2 separate regions of the Sus scrofa genome follow, and region 2 is linked to region 1. Evidence: chromatin contacts called from public HiChIP or PLAC-seq data. All regions are on one chromosome and are shown on one strand. Each heading gives the region's core, a stretch centred on a gene start, on an enhancer-like site or on the middle of the called end of the contact. The rest is flanking DNA. Distances are from core to core; before and after follow the strand shown.

Region 1 (6,589 bases), core at 2,639-5,138:
TGTTTCCAGGGCTTCTCTTGCAAGATTATGATGATTTCAATTGCTTCTTCCAGTGGATATGTTTGATTATCTCAGAGATTTTCACAGGAATGGCAATTATGGAAAACAAGTCTGGTGATTCTGGTTAGTTTTATAAACTTGAAATGCTAAGAAGAAATTATCTTACTATTTAAAAAAACTATTTCAGCATTCAAATTTGACTTATTTTTGGAGTGTAAAAAGAGAAACTCAGCTTATTCAAGTTTTGTTTTAATTTTTGAAGAAGTATTCTATATTGTATTTTTTTCCTACAAATTCCATGGATCAGGCCCGCATATAATATACTATATAAAAAAAATACAAGCTATCTTTTTAAAAATCAGTCTTACTTATCCTTTTAAAATTATGTGCCCACGTCAAGATGTTTTGAATTTATTTCTGCCTATACCTGATTCCTTTCAGAATTACTAAGATTTCTATGCTTGAGTTCTATTTCTTGACTTGAGTCCTTTTGATAGAGGAATTCCCTTGAGCTAGAAACTTAAACAAGCAGATGTGAAGCGAATCTAATGATGTTTTAAAATTACTCAAATTTTGAGAGTTCCCATAGTGGCACAGCAGAAACGAATCCGACTAGGAACCATGAGGTTGCGGGTTTGAACCCTGGCCTCGCTCAGTAGGTTAAGGATATGGCGTTGCCGTGAGCTATGGTGTAGGTCAAAGACTAGGCTCAGATCCCACATTGCTGTGGCTGTGGTGTAGGCCGGCGGCTATAGTTCTGATTGGACCCCTAGCCTGGGAACCTCCATATGTCACAGGTACGGCCCTAGAAGGACACACACAAAAAAAGTTACTCAGATTTTGAAAATGTAGCAAACACATTAGTTTTAAAAAATAATAAATATTTACTGTACTTGATTCTAGACTGAGAGTTCAGAGGGTTCATTTTCAGTGGGGTTGACGATACCAACAGCATATTCCATAAATAGAACAGGATGATTTTCTAATATTACAGAGGAATTACTGTTGACATGAAAGTTATTCATTGATTATATTCCTTTTGCAGAACAAATTTTTTGATTTTAGTGGAGTATTTTCTGGATTCATACCTTTTAGGGAATGTGTGTGACTGCTGTGGACTATGCAGCGGTTAAGAAAAGCAGGGGTATAACATGCAAGATAAATACTACTTAGAGACAAGCTTAAGTGGCAAAGTCCTTGCTCCATCTACTCCCAGGGCTCTCTGTACACCAGCCCCTTCACGTCCCCTCCAGGAGGGGGAGGGACACTCAGATGCCTCCTTGGATGACACCAAGCTTTCCTCTAAAGTATTGCCACCAACTGTTCCTTGAAGTGTTTTATGCTGATAGCTGTGCTGGGCTGTTTATTTCCCACCACTCTGAAGGCCACCCTATTTGATGGCAGGCCATTTAATAGGAGCAGGCCTTGTGATCAGAGAGGAGACAGCTGCTGCTTGTGGATTCATGTCTCATTCACCTTTTGCTGGGCACCGAGGACGTGAGACGTGGTTCCAGCTGTCACCCACCCTCCAGAGCAGTTGGAGGAATGAGGTGGCAGAGCACTTGCTAGCTGGTTAGGACACAGCAGAGCTCCATGGAGGGAAGTACTGTGTGCTTGGGGCGCTGTGGTCTTGATGGGCATTTGACTTGGTGCCATCACAGACACGAAGAAGAGAATAAACAGATTTTGTCTGGAGCTCCTGACTTTTGTAGGAAAGCGGGTGGAGGGCCTGTGACTTTCTTGCCTGGATGTTTCTTCATGTTCAGCATGATAAGACATAACCAAAGGCAGTACAGTTTGGAAGTGGATATTTGTTTAAAACAAAACAAAACAAAACAAAAACCCCAGTATCTCTTGGTGTAAGAAAGACTGGATTTGGAGTTCCCTGGTGGCTCAGCAGGTTAAGGACCCAGCATTGTCACTGCCATGGCACAGGTTTGATCCCTGGCCCAGGATACTTCCACAGGCCATGAATGTAGGAAAAAAAAGAAAAGAAAAAGGAGGACTGGATTTGGACAAGATATATTGATTAGGTGTGTATCTTTAGCTTTTTAAAATCAATTGAGAAATCGTGAAAGTGCTTGGAAAATAGTAAATTGTTGTATAAATGAAAGTTGACATTATCATTTATCGAAGCTTGTTAGGTACTAGATTTATGTGTGTTGTCAGGAATAAGAGAAACTGCTAAAATTACTCCTTTAGCTAGAAAGTGGTTTGGATAAAATAATCAGGCCAACTAAGTCATCGCCATTTAAAAAAGTAGGTTTAGTTACATACTTGTTTTTTCGCTTTACTGCCTGAAACCTTCATTACATAGTGAATTGTAAGTGTCGGGCAGTGTACTGGAAAATAGGAGATTTGTTGAAGACAGAGTCTGATTAATTTAGTGGAAATTAGTCACTTGGTAAGTGAAACAAATGTTTATTCTTGTGTTTTACAAAAAGTTTCAGCGGGTTAGAGTGCTGCTGGCAGGCTCTGAGACTCAGTCTTCCACATTTATGAATTGCTTTCAGTGGGCCGGGCTGTGCAAAGCCGGGCTGTACTGAAGAGCGTGCACACGGGACCCTCGATTTCCTTCCACGCCGCCTGGCCTGGCCGGGCGAGGGAGCCTCGGCGTCCCCTTCCCATCGTGAGAAGGTTTTGTGAGAGAGAGCAACCTTTTTAAAGTACTGCTTTGATTCAGCTTTGGACTACGTATTTCCACATTCACAAAATGCTTTGTGTTGGTTTAAATGAGATACAGTGCCTTTGGGTTTAGGAGGAACAGTGAGGGGAGAAATTGATTTCAGTGCTTGTTGCTTAATCAGCATCTCCGCTGCCACTTCACATCAGCGTCTGTCCTTTCCAAGCGAATTAGGTCTTGTGGGCAGCACGTCAAAAGGACGTGTATTGTTCCTGGCAGGGCACTTGAATTTCTAATTACCGGATTCCTGACTTAATTGCAATTACCTGGACACCCAGGCAGGGTGAACTTTTGGAAAAGAATGTAATTAGTGAAACAGGAACTTTGGTGCCAACTCCTTGTCTAGATACTAACACGAAACAGAACACTGATAAGTTCACATCTGTAAAGACAACCCATCAGTTGATGAAAACAGTTCCTAACGTAAATGGCGTGTAGCACCTCTCAGCTTTGGGTTCAGAAACAAACATGATGTTAAAGCAGAATTTCCCTTTTTGCTTTATAACGATGCATAGGGTGTGTGTGTGTGTGTGTGTGTCTCTTTTAAGATCGGGTAATTATCGGCAGTGAAAAGAATTATTTACCTAATACTCTATTTCTGTATGAACACAGGCATACATACTTTGGTTAATAAATGTAAAATCCCAGTCTGTGGTCATTGGAAGAAGAAATCATTTTCCAGTATTCAGTGGCTTCAATAGTCATTTTGCTTAAACACTACTTTTCACTAAAAACAAATCTACAGGTTTCAACGTGGTTACAAATACAGATTTAAGTTTATTTTAAAAGCATTTTATTATCTTTAAAGCAAAATCTGAAATACTTATTTTTCCATTCCTCTCAATTTCTTATCACTTTCAGTGGCCCCACCATGCTGCCTTGACACAGATTCACAATATTTAGATGGTAATAAATACCTCCTTACAGCTTCTTGTACACAGTTTTGATTCAGCCCTTAACCCCTGCTCATTTGCTCTCCGCGGCTCCTCTGAGCTATGCCCTTCCTTTCCATCTCAACAAATCCCTTGTCCACAGCAAGGTTAATTTTGTCCCTCTATGGGTAGTTAACTCATAAATGATCTTTTACGGCTTCTTCCCCAAGGAGCTGCTGGTCTTTTTCATTTTCCGCCTTCGTACAAAATGGTACAGAGAGGAGCGCCTCCCACTTCCCGTGCTGTGGAAGCCTCTGGACAGCCTGTGGCGAGGCTCTCCCCCAGCCTAGATCTCATCATGTTTCTTTTTACAGTAGTTTCAATTCCTTCTAATTATGCAACAGTATTGAGAACATCTCCCATTTTGTATCTTTTCACATACATTTTATCATTTTTATTTTGACAGCAGTCAATTAAGCACATAGACCCGGCTGCACTTGAATTTACATTGTTAGCTCTTTGAAAAATGAGAATGTATAATAATAAAATGTTATTTGGGAATAATAGTAGTAAATACCTCAAGAAGTTGTGAAGATGAGTGAAGTAGTCACGTGAGGCACTTGCACTAGTGCCTGACCCGTGGAAGCACCATGTGTTTGCTGCTGCTGCTGCTGCTGTTGCTGCTGCTGCTGTTGCTGCTGCTGCTGCTACAGTCTCACATCAGCTCTGCAAAGTGCCTGAAACAGGATCATCTCTGTTTCATAGTGAATCACATCCCACGGCTGGTGGTGGATCTGAGCATTGGGGTCAAGTATTTTAACTCCTAGTTATTAGGACTTTTTCCATCCATCTGAGGGTTTCCAGATTCAGGAACGAAATTATTGATCACCTAGTTAAATGGATGAAATGTTTAAGGTGTTTTAAACAATTTTTTTATTAAAGTACAATTAATTTACAATGTGCCAATTTCTGCTGATACAGCAAAGTGACTCAGTCATACATATTATATACACACATACATATATTTATATTCTTTTTTAAAATACTATTTTCCGTCAGAGTCTATCCCAGGAGATCTGATATAGTTCTCTGTATAAATGGATAAAATTTTAATATGCATATCCCCAATATTGCATGGCACGTACTTAATACAAACAAATTACTTTGTCATTTATCTGTGAGAATTGTTCCACATATAGTCTTTTTTTTTTTTTTTTTTTTTTTTTTGTCTCTTTAGGGCTACTCCCATGGCATATGGATGGACATTCCCAAGCTAGGGGTCAAATTGGAGCTACAGCTGCCGGCCTACATCACATCCACGACAGCACAGGATCTGAGCCACGTTTTCCACCTGCACCACAGCTCAAGGCAACCCTGGATCCTTAACCCACCAAGTGAGGCCAGGGATCAAACCCACGTCCTCATGGATACTAGCCAGGTTCGTTACTGCTGAGCCACAACGGGAACTCCGTGTAAATGTATTTTTGATGTATTTGTGGGAGGAGGTGAGCTCCACGTCCTTCTGTTGCACATTTTATTTCCTTCTCACTTATTGTTTATCTGAAAATGCAAATTTAACTCTGTTCTCTATCTTGTCCGGTGACCCTAATTCATTCTCACAGAGTGTCTTTTCTGTGCCAGTCCTTAAATGATAGTGCAAAATTTAAAGGTGAGTCGATTAAGCCCTTTCTGTACTTTTTCATAACATATGAAATTTGTATTTGTTTCTCAGACAGCCCAGTTAAGGACAATTCGACTGAAGCATCTATGCTATAATATCTTCCCAGACCAACATCTTGTAGGTGGAAGAAGTTTTGTATGCGCGAGACATCATAGTAAATCTTCCCAACAGCTAATAGACACTGAGTTTGCAATGGGAAGAGTAAGACAGTAAACATGAAAGTTGCTAAAGGTAGTCCCTACTTACCGGCGCTTTCTGGAGCTATCCAAAGGTTTGACAAAGTGGCGTATCCTTTTCCAAGTAGGTCACTACAGCAGTAGATGCTTGTTTTTGCTTTCTCTTGCTATTGTGCTTACCTTCTTGTCTGTTTTTCCTTCTGTGGATTGTAAATTACTGCAGGCGTGAGTTTAGTTTAAAGCTTTCTCTCATATATTCACAGAAAGTGTGTGAAGCAGGGATTCCATGCAAAACTGACAGCAGTGTTAGGCCTCTCTTACCCTGTTGCTTCTTGATGTCTGTCTTATACAACACATTTGTTAATCTGACACTATTTTAAAATACTTTTTTTTTTTTTTTTTTTGGTCTTTCTGCTATTTCTTGGTTTTGGGCCGCTCCCGCGGCATATGGAGATTCCCAGGCTAGGGGTCCAGTCGGAGCTGTAGCCACCGGCCTACGCCAGAGCCACAGCAACGCAGGATCCGAGCCGCGTCTGCAACCTACACCACAGCTCACGGCAACGCTGGATCGTTAACCCACTGAGCAAGGGCAGGGATCGAACCCGCAACCTCATGGTTCCTAGTCGGATTTGTTAACCACTGCGCCACGACAGGAACTCCTTAAAATACATTTTAAAGAAATCAGTCTCACTTCAGAGCAAGAATGGACGAGACCAACCTGAGCACCGTTGCTCTAGGGCTTGCAGGATGTGGAATACGGAGGCTCTTTCTTTTTCAATCTTGACAGATTACGCGCAGGTGCTCCTGGACAGAATGTCTGCCATTTACTGAACAACAGGTAAATACCAGATACTTTGCAAAGTACCGTACATATACTTTTTCTCTTCATAGAGAACCTTAAGAGGCAGGTGGTATAATGCCACTGTTAAAAGTGAAGGCACAGGCTCAGAGCCTCGGGAGCTGATCCTGGAGGATGTGTATGTAGCTGGTAATAAAAAGCCAGTAACTTTTCCACACCATCAAGGTGCTTATCCTAGGGTCTCTTGTTCTCTGTCAGAAAAATTTTTAGATGATTACACTATTAGCCATTGATCTATACAGAGTGGCTCTAATTCTGTATTACTACTGTAGAATCGAGTCTGTGGAAGAACAATACACTAACTTACAAGGTGTTAGT
Region 2 (6,589 bases), core at 1,635-4,134, 260 kb before region 1:
TCATCCCTGACCTGGGCAGAGGTAATGCAAGGAAATTGGATTCAAGTGGAACGTGGACAGATAACACAGGGAGGCCGGCAGGCTCACCTCCTGGTCCAGGAGGAAACTGTCCGTGGTGTGGATGATGCGCAGGGTACGTACGGGTCTGAGAAGCGACACGGACACAGAGAGAGGGACAGAGAGAGGGACAGAGAGGGACAGAGAAAGAAGTGTAGGAGTTTGGGAACAGTGTCCTTCTGAGAAAGGAAATTGTCCTTACGGGCATGTCTAATCAGTTTGGACTCCGCTCTTCTAACCTACATTTTTGAAATCTTCTTTGAATTTTTGTTTCTTCCTTACTACTACTTGAGAATTAAAAGAATTTTAATGTTGTGGGCAAGCATGGGCTTAAATACACTTAATTTAGATGAGTCTTTCGAAAGAAGACATCAGTAAGTCGGAGAGATGAATGTATCGCCTGTGTCTGGAGGAGTCAGCATGTTTCTTTGTCTTTGTGCTACAGAATTTTGTTTTGTTTTCAACACGTCAGCGGCATGTGAAAGTTCCTGGACCAGGGATCAAACCCGGGCCATAGCAGTGACTCAGGCTGCTGCAGTGACAACTCTGGATCCTTAACCTGCCATGCCACGAGAGAACTCCTGCACCCCAGAATTGCGAAGTGAATCGATGCTCGTAGACTTAGCTTTGCTCATGTGAGAGCCCTGACTCAGTGTTGTAATGATTAATAGCAAATTTTTGGGTGTTTATTCCTAGATTTGAAGAAGGTTTACCTTCTCTCTGTTAGTAAATGTGCTTGAAACTAAAGTAAAATTCACCATGAATAATAGTCTTGACCCTTGATTAGGTTGCTGTGATAAAGTACTGAAAAGGAAGGTTCTTATGAGAATCCTGTGTCTGAAGTGGTATTCTACCTCGTTCCTTAGGAGGCGGAGGGGATGATGAGAGCAGGCTGAAATTTATGAGCGCTTTTGTGTGGCTTGCAGAGCCCAGCCTTTCCTGTGTGCGTTAGGGCTTGTGAAATATTATGGGTCAGAGCATCCGTTATGGGCTCCGTGGGAGGCGTTGTTGGTACCCAGCTCTTTCTGTGGGATGCAGAAGAGGATGTCTGGGTGGGGACTAGGCTTAGTGGATACAGTAGACTAAGAGGGAAGGGAAATTATCCCCTGACCTGAGAAAGGCTTGTGTCTTTTCCATATGAGGACGAGCAAAAAAATTGGGAAAAGTTTCGGGTCATCTCATGCAGAACGTGGGGCCTGGCGCGGATTTCTGTTAACGTGGCAGACTTTTGAGGAGTGGTGGCCCATAGATGGCAGGATGGATGTCTGAGCAGCATCTCTGTGTGCTGCTGGGAGGATGGAGCAGCAGGTGTGCCCGCAGAATTAGATTAACTCGAGGTGGGAGTGAGGAGGGGTGGCCTGCACCGGAGGCGGTGGCGTCGTGAGCCTGTTGTTGGAGGAGGGGCTGGGTGGCCACGTAATCAAGGGCAGAGCGGCCCAGTGCGAGTGGCCCTCCTGGAAGAGCGGCCAGCTGGGTGCGGATGAGGCAGGAAGCGCGGCAAGGTGGTAGTGAGTCAGCAGCCAAACCTCGAGTGCGTTTTCCCTTTTTGTTTTAAAGGGCGGCCTGTGTAAGACTGCCGTGTGGAGACACATGAAGTCAGTCTCGTTCCAGTCTGGCACGATTGACAAAACGCTTACACACTGCTTTCTGGTTTTGGCCTCGCACATAGGAAGTGTAAGTTCAGAGAAAGATTTTTAGAAGAGTCCTATATAATAGTGATCTAGTAAGGGCAGTACCAGCGATCCTAGCTCCTGTTCTGAACTCCTGCGCTGTGTGCCAGGCATGTGGCCTGGAGTCACTGCAGCATCCCAACAGTCCTGCAAGGCAGTCTCCCTCTTTCCTAGATGGGTAAGCCGGGAGCATTAAGAAATCTTTTCAACCCCCAGTTTACCTGATGCTAAAGCCCGGTTCTCTCCACTAAAGGAGTGCTTCCAGATCTGGCTGCCTGTCAGATTCACCCAGGGGGCCAGACAAGGTCCCCAAACCCTGCTCCAGGATTCAGGTGCTCTCAGGACCTGGAATGACCTGTACACCCAGCTCTCTGCCACCTACAGAGGTCATTGATGAGCTAGAGGTAAAGTTTAGATAAACAGACCTTTTGTCATCACTAAGATGTACAGAATTACATTCTTACGCTTGAGGAGCTTTTAGTGTATTTTGGCCCCTTGGTCACACCAGACAGAGGAGGGGAGAGAGCATGTGCTCCCAGCCCATGCAGGTGGCTCTTGGGTTTTTCTGATAGTGTCACTGAACATGAATCTACGTCTGGCCGTCGAGGGAAGCTCTGCTCCATGATCTGGGTCGTTGCTTTAAGCTGCGTTGTCAAGGGAGGCTGTGATGTTTGCAGAGGAACCCAGGTTCTCTTCCGTCTGCAGTTATTTGTACGTGGCTGTGACCGAAGTTTCTGGGATGGGCAGGTGATGGACCGGCATGGAGAACAGTGTCTACTAATACATGCCTAATAAATATTTTTGGACGAGAGAAGGGTTGAATGGACGGGCCTACGTCTCAGATCACTTGGTGTTAGGGGTCCAGAAATTGGTAAGTTTAAGAATGAAGGAAAGAGGACAAGTGACCATCAGGGAGCAGAAGATTGGAGAGTAGGGGGAACACAGGCAGCTGGAGGAGAAAATTTTAGAGTGAAAAATCAATAAAATGGAACCGAATGTCGTTATGTGCCCAGAGTGAACTCCTATGGTGGTGAAAGTTGTAAGACAAACCCCCAAATTGGCATATCTTAAGTCCATCAGGGTGTTAATAATACAGCTAAAAGAACAAATGTAAGCAGAAAAATCCTCTCTTTGGTGAGGTCATTTCATGACACATAGTCATGATTATGTCTGCCTTTGCTCTTGCCTCATGGCTGTTCTGGAGGCCGTGGTTTGGGAAGGTGTTAAAAGCACCCCGTCACTAGACCTAGGCGTGTATCTCATTTTGATTTGTACCTACTTAGCCGAGGAACAGCGTCTAGGCTGGCCAGGCCACAGGATGCTGGATGGGTCCGGAGACCCTCTTGGTCCTTGTCTTCCTCATTGTGTCTGATGATCCTTACCATTCAGTACTGGGGAATTTCTCTTTTACGTCCCCAACTGATTCTGTCTTTTAAAATAAAACCAAATCTCATAGCTTTGAAAAAAAAAAAATCAATTTGGCTCATAACCTTGTTTGAAGCAAGTGATGTGAAGTTAAATCCCACTTAACCACTGCTGCAGAGGTTTTTGAGCAGTAGGCAGGATGGCAGCACTGGCTCTGTTCATGTCTATTTCCTGGGTTTTCCGCTTGCATTTCCCTCACCTCCTGCTTGCTCCTAAATTTGAGGCTGCAAGAATTTCCAGACGAGGTATTGCCATAGTGCTGTTTTTAGCTTGGGATTAAATGAAGGCTTTCCTGTCTCTGTTTCCTCTTTTGATTTTGTTTTATTTATAATAATGTATCACTACTGGAGTGCCCATGGGTTTATAGTTTTTGTAGTTAATGCTGACTGTACCTAACCCATCTCAAGCAAATGAATTAACATCCTGTAGGAACCACAGAGAGAAAAAAACAGAACAAAACTGGAAACCTGTTTTTTAGGTTTGTTGCTGAGTGTCACAGGCACATCCTTTTCTCTAAGATCGGACCTTTGGTTTTGTTCGGCCTTCAGGCTTCTGAAGGGCTGGGCATCTTCATTGTCTTTGCAGCCACGTGTTAATCTTGTTCGTTGTGATATGAGGTATCTTTTGCCTGGAAAGCTAACAGCTGTCTACCCGTGTCAGTGCTTTCAGAGAATTTCTGTAGGAATGTATCATTCATCTAGTGCTATGATTTTCGACAGTATAATCTTAACATTCCGAAATAGCTGAGAAAGCCCTAAGAAAATCACTGTCAAAATGCTCATGAACTTAACTCTGTCAAAGAAGAATAAAGCCATCGCCTCCTTTTCCAGGCACAGATGATAGTAATTTGGTTCGCCGTGGTAACCTTCCCCTTGGCTGTATGAAGAGTACAGAGTGGAGAGGTTAGTCGAGCAGCTGTGGGCGGCAGGTTAGAAGCGAGGCACCTGTAGAAGCAGGCAGGTGAGATGCAGCAAGTTCTGCCAGGCCTCAGGGAGGAGGCAGGCTGCACTGGCTGGTCCCTTGTGACCTTCTAAGGGCATCGGGGAGAAGCCGGCCAGGCGGACATGCCTTGGTGTCTTGGAGCACCTTGGGCCCCGTCTGCAGGAGAAACAGGGTTGTAGAGCTCTGGGGACACCCTCCACGCCCCAAGAGATCCTGCGGAGGAAGAGTGGGGAGCCAGGCTTGGACCTGAGTTGATTGCCAGCTACTGCACCACTTTATGTGTACTTGACTCATTCAACAAACAGCTCTCCATGCCTATCGAGACACTGATATCTGTTTAGCACCTGTTGTGTGACAGAGTGTTGGAACTAGGCTTACAGCAGTGAATGAGACCCAGACCCTGCTTCTGGGTTTATCTTCCAGTACAACTTGAGTCCCCAGAGATGGCAGATCCCTGCATCTACCAGGGAGGAACAGCAGCACGGGGGAACTTGAAAGAATCGAAGATTTCATAATAATGAGGCTGTATAAGAATATGTACTGCGGGAATTCATGCTGTGGTGCAGTGGGTTAAGGCTCTGACTGCAGGAGTTCCCGTCGTGGCTCCGAGGTAGTGAATCTGACTAGTGTCCATGAAGACTCTGGTTGGAACCCTGGCCTCGCTCAGTGGGTCAAGGAACCAGCATTGCCGTAAGCTGTGGTGTAGGCCACAGACACAGCTCAGATCCTGCATTGCTGTGGCTGTGGTGTAGGCTGGCAGCTGCAGCTCTGATTTGACCCCTAGCCTGGGAACTTCCATATGCCGTGGGTGTGGCCCTAAAAAGCAAAAAAAAAAAATGGAAAGAAAAAGAAAAGAATCTGACTTAAGTGACTTGGGTGGCTGTGGAGGCATGGGTTTGATCCCTGGCCCAGCCCAGTGGGTTAAAGGATCTGACATTGCAGCAGCTGCGGCTCAGATTCAGCCCCCGGCCCCAGAACTTTCACATGCTGCGGTGTGGTCATGAGAACAACAACAACAACAACAACAACAAAATATATATACTAAAAATTTGTAAAGGAGCTACCGGTTCTTTCTGTAGTCTCTTAGAAATGCACCTCTTGTGTCACAGGATGGTGACATTTTCACTGTCACTGGTTGAAATGGCACATGGCAGCCCCAATGCTGCCTGCATGTCCTCCTCGCTGAGAAGAAGGGGTGGTGCAGACCCAGAGTTCTGGCTCGGACTCCGCAGGGAGACATCACATGGTACCGTAACTTTTGAAGGTGTTCAGTTGCTTTTGAATCATCCTGTATATTTAGTAACAGGCTGTGGTTTTGGACATGTTGGGTTTGAGATGTGTTCCAAACAGCTAAATGGAGATGCTCGTAGGCAGATAGAAAATAGGGATCTGGAGTAGAGGAGGGAGATCTCGGCCCAGAATATAAACGTGGGTGCTCAGCAGGGGGTGTCGGTGGAGCGTGGGTCCATGAGCTTGCCCTTGCCATGTGTGTGAAGAGAGGGGTGCTGAGGAATTCAGGGAGCACTGACGTTTAAAGTGTGAAAAAGGAGCCAGCCAAAGAGCTGTAGAAGGAGATGGAGAATGTAGGGCGTGCTCCACAGAAGCCATGGAGGGCAGAGGTTTCTGGAAGAAAGGTGTGCATAGCTGTGGTAAGCGCCGAGGAGTGGTCAGGTAAGAGTGGGAGCGGATGTCCGGGTCGTTTGGTCATTGGTGACCTTTGGGAGAGCACTCGGGAAGGAGACAAGCAGTAGGAGCAGCAGTGACTAGGAAATGAGAAAGAGGCTTCGAGATGGTTGAAAGAGGGGTGGGGTTATTGGCTTGGTTTCAAAATTAAAAAAAAAAAAAAAAAAAAAAAAAAAAAGACCTGGAAGAGGGGTAGAGAACTCGCCTTTGCTGTGCTGTCTTCCTTGTGTCAGGCACTGTGCCGGGTGCCCCCTAAGTGTCAGTTGTCCTTTCTCCTCTCCCAGTGGACAGACACTGCTGTGGCGGGCATAGAAGGGACTGTTCTTTTCCTTGTGTCCCCAGTGCCTGATGCCTCCCCCGCGGACAGGACTTGCTGTGTGCCTGTGGAGGGCCGTGCCTGTTGGATCGTCTCCTGTTAAATCCTTGCAGCATTCCCTCGTGACGGCTCTTGCATCCTCCTTTTATAGATTCTAAGGAAACGTAGGATCAGAGGGGCACATGTACTTCAACCAAGGCCATGAAATGATGGCCCCAAGAGTCAAGCCTGAGCCAGGTTCACCCTTTATTAAAGGCGGAGGGTATTTCACTAGGTTTGTAGGCTGCAGAAGGAGCTACGTTTTTATAAAAATTATTTATAAACATTTCCAGAAAATAAATTTTGTAATATATTGAACTACAGTGTGTGTTGGGTGCTCTTGATAACCTTTGGCAAGCTGGATTGTGACCTCGGAGTAGTGAGCCAGCTGGTCTCATGGAAATATCTTTGCTGTCTGGAGAGACTCCTTATAATAGGAGTTCCCTGGTGGCATAGC

The links. HiChIP or PLAC-seq counts read pairs in DNA pulled down with a chosen protein or histone mark.
Region 2: a contact with region 1 is called in an H3K27ac HiChIP or PLAC-seq map of alveolar macrophages. The contact joins two enhancer-like sites. A contact is called at or near these places in 1 of 47 Hi-C or Micro-C datasets (subcutaneous adipose tissue) and 1 of 2 datasets of contacts at active chromatin or transcription factors (alveolar macrophages).

What each region holds. Positions count from the first base shown.
Region 1 is chr1:9,950,475-9,957,063 of Sscrofa11.1, reverse strand. The region is part of intron 4 of ARID1B (AT-rich interactive domain-containing protein 1B); the gene reads left to right. Among named protein-coding and RNA genes, the nearest start is that of ARID1B, 270 kb to the left of the region's middle. Within about 2 kb of position 3,888, at least 14 of the 83 cell types and tissues checked have an H3K27ac peak or open chromatin away from gene starts, as enhancers often do. A contact at or near this core is called in alveolar macrophages, where this site is marked.
Region 2 is chr1:10,207,011-10,213,599 of Sscrofa11.1, reverse strand. All of the region lies in intron 1 of ARID1B (AT-rich interactive domain-containing protein 1B), which reads left to right. Among named protein-coding and RNA genes, the nearest start is that of ARID1B, 17 kb to the left of the region's middle. Within about 2 kb of position 2,884, at least 5 of the 83 cell types and tissues checked have an H3K27ac peak or open chromatin away from gene starts, as enhancers often do. A contact at or near this core is called in alveolar macrophages, where this site is marked.